Regions from separate parts of the Mus musculus genome. Here region 1 is linked to region 2. A link is a contact called in public promoter capture Hi-C data. All regions are on one chromosome and are shown on one strand. Each heading gives the region's core, a stretch centred on a gene start, on an enhancer-like site or on the middle of the called end of the contact. The rest is flanking DNA. Distances are from core to core; before and after follow the strand shown.

The links. Promoter capture Hi-C pulls out the DNA fragments that hold promoters and counts their contacts.
Region 1: a contact with region 2 is called in a promoter capture Hi-C map of pre-B cells, with 2.4 times the contacts expected there. The contact joins the promoter of Rbm39 here to the promoter of Eif6 in region 2. A contact is called at or near these places in 8 of 39 promoter capture datasets (the C10 cell line, erythroid cells, hematopoietic stem and progenitor cells and 5 more), 3 of 484 Hi-C or Micro-C datasets (embryonic stem cells and natural killer cells), 7 of 115 datasets of contacts at active chromatin or transcription factors (the SCID.adh cell line, effector CD8 T cells, embryonic hindbrain and 4 more) and 2 of 9 other capture datasets (liver and macrophages).

The regions. Positions count from the first base shown.
Region 1 is chr2:156,177,740-156,183,241 of GRCm38.p6, reverse strand. It overlaps Rbm39 (RNA binding motif protein 39), which reads left to right and starts at 3,004. Exons shown (of 17, transcript NM_001291114.1): 1 at 3,004-3,355; 2 at 4,002-4,065. The coding sequence starts at 4,015.
Region 2 is chr2:155,824,032-155,829,190 of GRCm38.p6, reverse strand. It overlaps Eif6 (eukaryotic translation initiation factor 6), which reads left to right and starts at 2,266. Exons shown (of 6, transcript NM_010579.2): 1 at 2,266-2,864; 2 at 2,981-3,066; 3 at 5,151-5,159. The coding sequence starts at 2,758. It overlaps Fam83c (family with sequence similarity 83, member C), which reads left to right. Exons shown (of 4, transcript NM_027788.3): 4 at 1-8. The coding sequence ends at 8.

The DNA.
Region 1 (5,502 bases), core at 1,755-4,254, 350 kb before region 2:
TGTAAGCTACCATGAGGTTGCTGGGATTTGAACTCAGTGCTCTTAACCCCTGAACCATGTCCCCAAAGTGATATTTTTTTGATATTTTCTATATGCCAGTTGTTCAGAGATTTTGTATTTCCTCTACTTCTTCTCTCCTAAAAAGTGAATGAATGTTTTATTTATTTATTTATTTATTTATTTATTTATTTATTTATTTATTTATTTATTTTCGAGACAGGGTTTCTCTGTATAGCCCTGGCTGTCCTGGAACTCACTCTGTAGACCAGGCTGGCCTGGAACTCAGAAATCTGCCTGTCCCTGCCTCCAGAGTGCTGGGACTAAAGGTGTGCGCCCGGCTTTTTGTTTTTTGTTTTTGTTTGTTTTTGAGTCAGGATTTCACTAAGTAGCTCATCTTGTAACGGGAACATGAAGTTTAGACCAGGCTGCCTCTGCCTCCCAAGCACTGAGACTAAAGGTATCCACCATCATCTTTGAACTTCGTACAACAATTTAAGGGACTTTCAGTCATCATGTGCCTTGGCCCTTGATTTCTCTTCTACTACCACCCTCATTTTTGTCCTTTGTTTGAGACAGGGTCTTACCCAGCTCAATAGCCCAGGCTAGTATCAAAGTATGTCAGTCAGGTGACCTTGAACTCCTGATCCTCCTATTTCTAGAACATTTGGATCCAGGCTTGCACCTTGGAGTCTGGCTTTAGTAGGTGCTAATATTAAACCTAGAGCTTTGTATCAACTCTATAGACCAGCTATCCTTGAACTCAGAGATCTGCCACCACCCAGCCATAACTTTTCCATCTTTTGAGTAAGACCTGGCTGTCTTGGAACTCCCTCTGTAGATCAGACTGGTCTCAACCCAGAGCTCTGCCTGCCTCTGTCCCCAAGTGCTGGGATTAAAGCATATGTCACCATGCCTGGCCTAAGTCTCAACTTTATTATTACTAACATTTTAATGATTTACTTTTATTTCATATGCATTGACGTTTTGCTTGCATGTATGTCTGTGTCTTGAAGGTGTAGGATCCTTTGGAATTAGAGTTACAATTGTGGACCATCACTGGGTGATGAGAATTGAACCCTGGCTCTCTAAAAGAGCAGCCAGTGCCTCTCACTGCTGAGTTCTCTCTTCAGTCCCCAGTCTAGCTTTTCAAGAACAAATTGTTTAACATACACATACACATTTAACATGCATGTGTTTGGCTTGCATGTAGTCTGTGCACCACCTGCATACCTGATGCCTGTGGAGACCAGAAGGCATCACCAGATCTGCTTAATGTAGTTGTGTGCAGCCAGTGAGTATTGGGAATCAAATCAGTGCTCTTACTCCTTTCTCTCCAGTCCCCCTTCTACCTTTTTCATAGCCTTTTACTGTGTGGCACGCGTTGTCCTTGACTTGGCAGCCCAGGACAGGACTATTAATTAAGGGCTCCTGTAGAGAGATAGAAGACAGAGAGGGGCTTGGTCTGACCTTAGTTAGGCAAGACCACTGCTTATTCAGGGTGAAGGGGCATCCCTGTCACCACTCACCCTATGGTTAACATTCCTATAGAGGAAGACAGGTTGTAGCCCCTTATAGGAGCAGAGAAGTTTCAGTAGTCCACAAGGGAAGTTGGAAAGCCTAATCTTTCAGCAGGAAACTATCAGTGATTTCATGCAGTGTGCCACATCTGAGAGAGAAAGCCAGATCAGCTAAATTTTTTGGAACTCATAAGGCTGACCTCAAATTCACAGAAATCCCCCTGCTTCTGTTTTCTGAGTGCATAACTATAGACAAGCTCTACCAGGCATGCTAGAAAAGTCACCTGCCAACTGTATTACATTGCCAGCCCCAAGAAGTTTCCTGTCATCATTCCACATGCTCTTCCTACTCCTCACGAGCTTTCAGGGAGAGTCCACCTGGACATACATCCCCTGCTAAACTTGGGAATTAGTGAATATTTGCAGTCTTGGCTAGTGTCAAGCTTATCCTTGCTACTAATTATAATATTCCCCCCTTGAGGAGGAATCGGAATATATGGAGAGCTTAATTTACTTGCTCAAGGTCACATTGTTGGAGTGGCTACACCAAGCAAGGTGTGACATTTTGGACCTTTTATACCCTCAATTATTAAGCTGCTGATAGGTTTCCAGACTGGTTTGATATTTTATTTCAAAACGTTTTCTATTATGTAAAAGTGGGAGAAAAAAAAAACCTTCCAATGATCACTCAGCTTCTCTACCACAGAATTAACCACTCCCAAATACACAAAAAGCAAACCAAATAAAATCCAACAAAAATTAAACAAAAGCGGTAAATTCACACAGTCAAAATCCTAGGGAAAAGTGAGGGGACCTTTTAAAGTCACAAACCACCCCGATTCAGAGCCCGACTAAATTCAGGGGTTAGAAAGCTACACACTGCGGTTTCTTCCCAGCCCGGCCACCGCCTCCGGTTTCCAAGGGTGTTGCGAAGCTTCACTATCGAGCCCACATCTAACTGGTGACACCAAACGACAAGAAAATCGTACTTTTTATTCCCATTCCCCTGTGTACAGCTCGTTCTTGTCTGCATGCGTTTTCACCACTGGTGGGTCTGGACACGACTGTCTTAGCCCACAGCCATATGTATTATAATAGGTTGCCTTATGGCGACCTTGACAGCCATCTGTGTGGGAGGGCGGGTGTCCGGGGTGGGGGTCGGCTCTGAGAGGGGAAACCTTCACACCCAGCGAGGAGATGACACCAGCCAGGATGACAGCAACGATGCACCACTCAGCAAGGAATCCTCCCAAAGATTGACAGTCAGGGCACCAACTGTCTTTGCCCGATAGAGGACGCACCCTCGCGAGACTTGGGTGCAGCTCTGGCGGGGGAGTCCGAGAAGCCTTTCGGAATTGGGGGAAGGGAAACTGTGATCATCTGTGGCGCAATCATTGCGCGAGATTGGGCCACGGTCGCCGGGAGCCGCGGTGAGAGATCTCGCGATAGTTCGTGCTTTCCAGTCTGGAACCCGGGGCAGTTTCTCGCGAGAGCCCGTGCTTGCGGCTCCGGGAGACCCCGGGTGTTTGTGTGTGTGTATGTGTTGGTGACTGTGAGTACGGAGGAGCAGCGGCCGCCATTTCAGGGAGCTAGCCGACGCTGTCGCAGGGGTGGATCCTGAGCTGCCGAAGCCGCTGCCCTGCTCTCCGTCGCGGGCTCCTTTAATCCCATTGTTTCTTTTAGATTCGCTTGGGCCTAGACGCCCTCGGGGCCCGATATTCGGGTTGGGCGGTACCGCGGCCTGGGCCTAGTGGCTTAACAGTAGCGACAGCAGCAGCGGCGGCGGCGGCGGCAGCCGACTTCCCGTGGCGAGCACAGGCGCGCGGAAGCCCGCACAGGTACGGGGCGTCGCGGCCGGCGGGGAGTGGGTCGCCTGCCCGAGCTGGGTGCTCCGCGATGCCGAGGCTTTTCGCCGCTTTGCTCGGCGCGCAGAGGGGGAGGGGGCCTTCCCGGTACGGTGGGGTCACCTCTCCTCGGCCGTGCCCTTCATCTCGGGCAAGGACGTCGTGGGCGTTTTTTGGTAGCGGCCGGGACCTCCGTGGGGACCTCGGTCAGATAAAGATCTGTCCTTCCGAGGGCCGGGGCTGGTCGCGACCTCCCAACATGGCGCCCGTGGAACGCCGCCGTGGTACACAACCCCTCCCAGCGGAGGGAGTCTCCCTCCGCCGCTAAAATGGCAGCGCGGGTTTTGTGCGGTGAGGAAGCGCTCCGCTGCATCCTTCCTGGGGGCGCTTTTAGCCGCTCGCGGGCGGGCTTTTGAAATTCGACCTGGAGTCCTGCTCCTGTCTTAGGTACAAGGAACGTGACACTTGGCGTACCCAAGGCAGCCTTGTCTGATGGGCGTCGCACAATTTTAGCCATCGTAGCGCTTTCAAAGGAGTTTTCTCAGGCTTTGAGGATGGGAGATCAAGGGGACATTTTATCTTATTTTATTATTTAGCAGAATTGCAGGTGTACTTACAGGACTGTCTTGTTCTTCCCCAGGCGAGTAGAGAAAATGGCAGACGATATTGATATTGAAGCCATGCTTGAGGCCCCTTACAAGAAGGTGAGAAAACACGCTAGTGAGCTTTAATATATTTCTTAATTTAGCATTATTCACGAAACTACTGCTGAAATGTAAACTAACCTTCCCGGAGCCCTCTTGATTACCTTATCAGAGATGCAATACGTGTAACTTACAAAAGTAAATATATGCTATTGATGTAATAATATTGTGCAGTAGTTTCACTTCAGCGTGATGAATAAATGCCCATCTATCTCTCTTTGTAGACTTGCCTAACGATATCTCACCTCTACTCCCATGAATTCACCTTTGATTCCAGTGTGAACTGTCAATCATAAGGTAGTAATTGAGTGACTTATCGCTGTACCGTGGTCCCCTAGGTAAAATGACTCAACTAAGAATTACCAGCTCCAGTTTGGTATAGCAAAAAGGTGAATGTAGTGGTTTGGGAAAACTGCAGGGGTCCAAGAATAATAAATTACAACCAGTCTCTGGCAAGTAAATCTTAGAAGTCTTGAAAGAAGAAATGGGTGAGATTTAAATTTTATTTTATATAAATAGATATAAGACTGGTGATAGTAAACCTGAATACAGGCAGGTATTGATCTGCTTTTCAGTTAATAATTATTAAGATTCTTGGATCCCTGAATAGAAATTGGCAAAAAAGAGGAAAAAAAACCAAGAAAAAGAACAGAAGAGAGAAAAGAAAAAAAGCAAGAGACAGTATCACAGCTTAGAGTCACTTGATGACTGTTTTACTGCTCTCCATAGTGTTTATTTTTAATTAGGCCCTGCCATAGCTTTTCACACTCAAAACTAGAAAGGAAGTATTTTGGCCAGTAATACAATATGACCCATTTCGGTATCACAGTAAAAGTCAGCACTCTTCATTCTTTGACCAGTTGGTGGTGAAAATAGCAGTGTGCATGCATGCATTGTCACTGGTGTCTCAGACCTTAAGCCTGGTAACTTAGAGATCCTACTATTGGTGATGTGTTCAAACTGTGGAATAAAAACATTGCGCTTAAACCGTTTATAAATAATACATTTGTCTTGGAGTGTAGCACGACCATGTGGTGCCTTTTGGATGAATTCTGATAGCTTTAAATAGTGTAATTTTGTAATGCTAGACTCTTGAAGCCATACTTTCTGTTTTAATGTTTCTTGTCTTAGTTTAACTTGGATATAATTCCATGTAAACAGGTATGGAAGTAGGAAATGTTTAGGCTGGACTGGTGGATTATTAATTAACTTTTCTTGGGTTCTTGGGAGTCAACATTACTAAAGCAGTGTGAATCCCTGTTTGCTTCAGGGCGAGATGTGTGACAGAGGTGGCATCAAGCTCTTACAGTCCCAACCCTCCAACGGAAATGGGCGAAGATCTCAGGAATGGCATCGGTCACAGGAAATCGATAGTGGCTGGCTGCTAGCATGGCCACTTGGGGCTTAGGCAGAAATAGAGCCATGGTACCGACAAAA
Region 2 (5,159 bases), core at 1,017-3,516:
AGTCCTAGCCCTGCCCCTTGCAGGGACAGATCCTCCCTCCATCCAGAGACGACATGCTCAGGTTCAAGTCTGGAGTGTGAGAGTATGAAGCTGGGGTGCTGCATAAAGAAGGGGGCCATCTAGCAGCCCAGGCCAAAAACTTCCTGGTCTCAAGACTCTTTTACACACACACACACACACACACACACACACACACACACACACACACCTGAACACACCACAGTTACTGAGTGTTTCCTGTATGTTTGGGGTTGGACACGTCACACCAGTTATTGTCATTCTCCATCTTCTCTAGATAGAACCTCTTGTTGGTATATAGATGTATCAAGTATTATTCTTCCCATTTTTCAAAAGCCTTTGCAACTAGACTGGTAGAAAATCCTCAAGATGAACAGACTGCTGCAGTGGCTGCCCTGTTTGGGGATGCTCCATCACAGAATCCGAGTCTGAATCTGTGACAGACAAATTTATGTTCCTGACCGCCCAGTCCCCAGTAGTGTTTGGTCTCTTGGCCTTGGCGCTCCCGTTATACTTCCTCTTACACTTGGTAGGACAGCCACATTCTCCACAGGTCAACTTCTGAAGGTGGTCGCCTTAGAGCCACAGAGGCAGCGCCGAGGTTTGTGCCTTATTGTGATGCCTTCCAAAGGATGATGCTCATTTTTGACATCTTGCTTCTGTCACAGAGGCCAAAGAGAACAGACGATTGATATTCTTCCCATTTTATAAGAATGGGCACTGAAGTCCAGAGCTTGGATGGTTAATTTGGAGGAAGATCCAATCAAGTGACAGGTTAGGGAATTCTGCCAGTCCATTGTCCTCTGGCTCTAAATCTGAATTTTGTTTGCCCAGACACAACACATAGAATCTGCAGTTCCTGTGTTTCTATGTACATAAAACATGGACACTACAAGGATGTTTCAGATGCCCGTACAGTACACAGAGAACAATGACTAGGTACACCCATAGATGCATAGAGCGAGTATACAGAGCTCTCTGATTAACTCAAAAATAAAACTTCTGTTGCAGGTACATAATCAATATGGTCTGCCTAAATGAATGGCCACAGAAAATTCAAGCTTCTAGTACACACTGCAGAGCCCCCCTGAGACTCAGAAACTATAAATACACATATGACTCTTCATCCTAACTCTGCACCAAGCTGTGCTCACAACCTCACCCTGAACATTCCCTAGAGCCGAAAGGCTACTTAGATGCAGATTCTGAGGGCTGAAGCTTAAAAGCACAAACCTCAGAGAACAAGACAGATGTATTAGATGAAAACTGTATTAGGGACAGAGGGTCATGGAGATAGTAGAGCGATCGACAAAGCTTATCAGAGAGAGGCTGACTTGGAGGCTGGTCTTGAAGGACAGGGGGAGAGCCAGGTGGAGGAGAGTTAAGAGTTCTTGGTAGAGTAAGCCAGAGAGTGGTGTGGGGCTCAATGAGCGGATCTGGGGTGAGCTGGGGGAGATAAGCAGAGCACGTAGTTGAACACTTAGACACAAACACACAGACCACCTTGCTGAATGTCTCTGGAAGCTCGGGCTGCAGCTGGTCATGGGTCTTTCTCCTGAACTTAGCACCTGCAGGAGACTGTGCATGGTACTAATCAATAAAGGCAATTGTGGCTAGACCCCGTAGCAATCTGATGTGTTCTCGGTTATGGGACTGTATGATGGGGCTGGGGAAAGGGCGCCGCGCCATTTATGCCCCTTTCAGATCAGATCTTCTTGGAGAAGAATGAATGGCATAAGACAGTCTGCGGTAAGTGATTCTCTGCTCCTTTTACCTTCCACTGTGGCATTCTGAGACACCCTGGGGACTTTTGTATATTCTACACTAGTTGAGACAAGTTTATTCTATGAAAATGGGCCATACCACTATCCCCAGGGCTGCTGATGGGGTGATAAACTGCGTGATAAACACATCAAGGAAGCAAGTCAGCTCTCAGATCTTTGCTTACCCTAGAACCCTTTCTCCTCCAATCTCTCCGTAACACATTTCCCCGTCTCCATTGTCTTCTTCAGCCTATGGTTCTTATGCCTCCTCCAACCACTTTATCCTGGTCTCTTGGTTGATCTCTATGCCAAATTTCAATCTTCAACCCTTGACCCTTGCCACTGGTCCAGATTCCCACTTCCGTCCGCGTGGCCGGGGTGTGATTATCCTCTTTCTCAAATCCGCCCTTTTCCCGTCCTTACTCGGTAAATAAAGCCCTCCAATCAATCCAGCTCCAACCAGACAACACCGGTTCCTCATTTCCTCATCTTTTCATTTGCCCAGCCTCAGGTTTGATTGATTATTCCTTCTAAAAAGACCCACTAGGAGGTGAAGCCAAAAACCTAAAGCAAGAAAACGTGCAGGAGGCGGGGTCGGGCGGAGTCACCTAGTAACCATCGAGTCCTCCCAAAGGGTGGGGCTAGAGTGACCAGCAGCTCCGCCCGGCTCCTGCGCGCTCCCGGAAGCGGGCCTGGGAGGAGGCGGAAACGGAAAGCTAGTTACGGGAGAAGTTGTTGCAGCGTGTAGACATTGGAGTCGCTTGGTGAGCTGTTGGGACTCTGGGCGGCAAAAGTCAGTTCCGGGTCGCAGGGCGAGAGGACTTGGGGCAGGAGAGCCAGGAGGGATCCGTCCGCACGCCCGGGCATCTGAGGGGCCCGAGAGGGCGGGGTTTGAGGAGGCGAGGCTGGTTGACCCGGCTCCGGAGTGGATCTGTCGGCCCAGAACCCGCAGTCGTGCTGCCCCCCAGCCTCTCTCATGGCGGTCAGAGCGTCGTTCGAGAACAACTGTGAGGTCGGTTGTTTTGCCAAACTCACAAACGCCTACTGCCTGGTGGCCATCGGAGGCTCAGAGAACTTCTATAGGTGAGGCGAGAGCTTCTGGTCCCGAGCCGCCGGGGCGGGAAGGGAAGGGAGGCGGAGAGCGAGAGGTCTGAAAAGAGCGACCCACCCCAGTAAGCAGCGAATCCGTGTTTCTACAGTGTGTTCGAGGGTGAGCTCTCCGATGCCATTCCCGTGGTGCACGCATCCATCGCCGGCTGCCGAATCATCGGGCGCATGTGTGTGGGTAAGGCGGGTGGAAGACGCCGAGGGACACAGCGAAGCACTCTGAGTCATTAGTTTCCTGGAGCTTACCCCCAGTGATCGGGGGATTCCCAGGCTTTCGGGCCCAGTGGACTTTGGAATCTGACGGGTGTGTGGGACTCGAACTGCAGATCAAGAACACTGTCTCTCAGACTTGAGAGTAGCCGGAGCGAAATACCATTAAGTGCTGGCTATCATTCTTGGTCTCGTTTTTCCTTCACAGGGATACTGGAAAGCATGGGTTGTCGCTCGGAACTATGTGACTTACAGAGTCCCACACCTAAGGGCGGAGGAGAGGATTTGCATCTCTCTCCTGCCTCTGAATATGAACAAGTTGCTTCTTGTTTTTGAGCATCAGTTTCTCCCTCAGGAAATAACTAAGGTCCCAGGTCACCCTGTTCAGCTGCATTTAATTCTTACAATTTCTTTTTTTGTTTGTTTTTTTTTTGTTTTTTTCGAGACAGGGTTTCTCTGTATGGCCCTGGCTGTCCTGGAACTCACTTTGTAGACCAGGCTGGCCTTGAACTCAGAAATCCGCCTGCGTCTGCCTCCTGAGTGCTGGGATTAAAGGCGTGCGCCATCACACCAGGCTAATTCTTACAATTTCTAACTACAACTCGAGTGTTGAGTGGCTCCCGACTTTTCCTTTTATCCCCCCACACTCTGGCCTTAGCTGCACTGTCCCTGTAGCTAAGAATGACCTAGAATTCTTGATACACCTTCATCTACCTCCCAGGTTTGGGGATTAGTAGGTGTGTGCCATTATGCCTTTGCAGTCCTTTCACCTGGCACTGTGCCCCATTGCTACACTCTTAGTTTCTTGGTTCAGGCTTTTATGTATTTACCTAAAAACATTTTTTTTTTAATCGTTAAGCATGGGTGGTGACTCTACATGGTTTCTCATTTACATTAATCTCTGATAATAAAACATCCTGGTCTTTTAACTGTGTCCTTATGAAATGAATTCTGACACGACATGAGAGATTTTAGTCTGGTCTTTGTTCTGTTTTAAGGAACGTAACGTGAGGTTCAGAAATTGAGAACTGTGGCTCAGGCTAGGCAGACGCTTGCCTGTAGTCATAGTGTAATGTTGAATGCTTTGTATAAAAATGCCATTCTTTTTTTTTTTTTTTTTTTTTTTGGTATTTCGAGACAGGGTTTCTCTGTATAGCTCTGGCTGTCCTGGAACTCACTTTGTAGACCAGGCTGGCCTCGAACTCAGAAATCCACCTGCCTCTGCCTCCCAAGTGCTGGGATTAAAGGTGGGCGCCACCACACCCGGTTTAAAAATGCCATTCTTACGTTAATGAGTATTTAGACAATTTATAGTTTGGTGTCTTAAGACTAGTACTACTGGCCAGGCAGTGGTAGCGCATGCCTTTAATCCCAGCACTTGGAAGGCAGAGGCAGGTGGATTTCTGAGTTCGAGGCCAGCCTGGTCTACAGAGTGAATTCCAGGACAGCCAGGGCTACACAGAGAAACCCTGTCTCAAAAAAAAAAAAAAAAAAAAAAAAAAAAACCACAAACAAACAAAAAAAGACTAGTACTACTGTGTAAATATGAACATATGTCCGTATTACTTTTGGATATATAATACCTATAAGTAGAGTTGAATAGTCACAGGATATATGACCATTTAGTATAGTAGATGCTACCAGTAATATCTTAAGTGGATGGCCCTTGTATACTCTTGTCAGAGCATAGAGTTGTTCCACGTATTATTGCTAGCATTTGATATTGATGGTCTTTGAAAATGTTTAGCAATTTAGGTAGGTGTGTAGTGTTAGCAAAATGTATTATTAATGCCAAGAACCTTCCTGCTCGTCCGGAGCTCCCCCAATCCCTAGTTGGTAACAGTGAGGTGGGTGGTATTTGTTGGGATATATTTCTGGCCACCTGAGGCCTGCTTAGGCGACCATGGTTCATATATGGATCTGTAGTTGAAGGACTGGGGTTGGCTTAGCGTTCTCCTAGGAAGCTAGTTGGGCTAGAATGGGTGGCATCCTGGGAAGCCGTTCTTGTACTCAGGGTGTATTTATCCCACTGTGCAATTTTGTTCTCTTCAGGGAACAGGC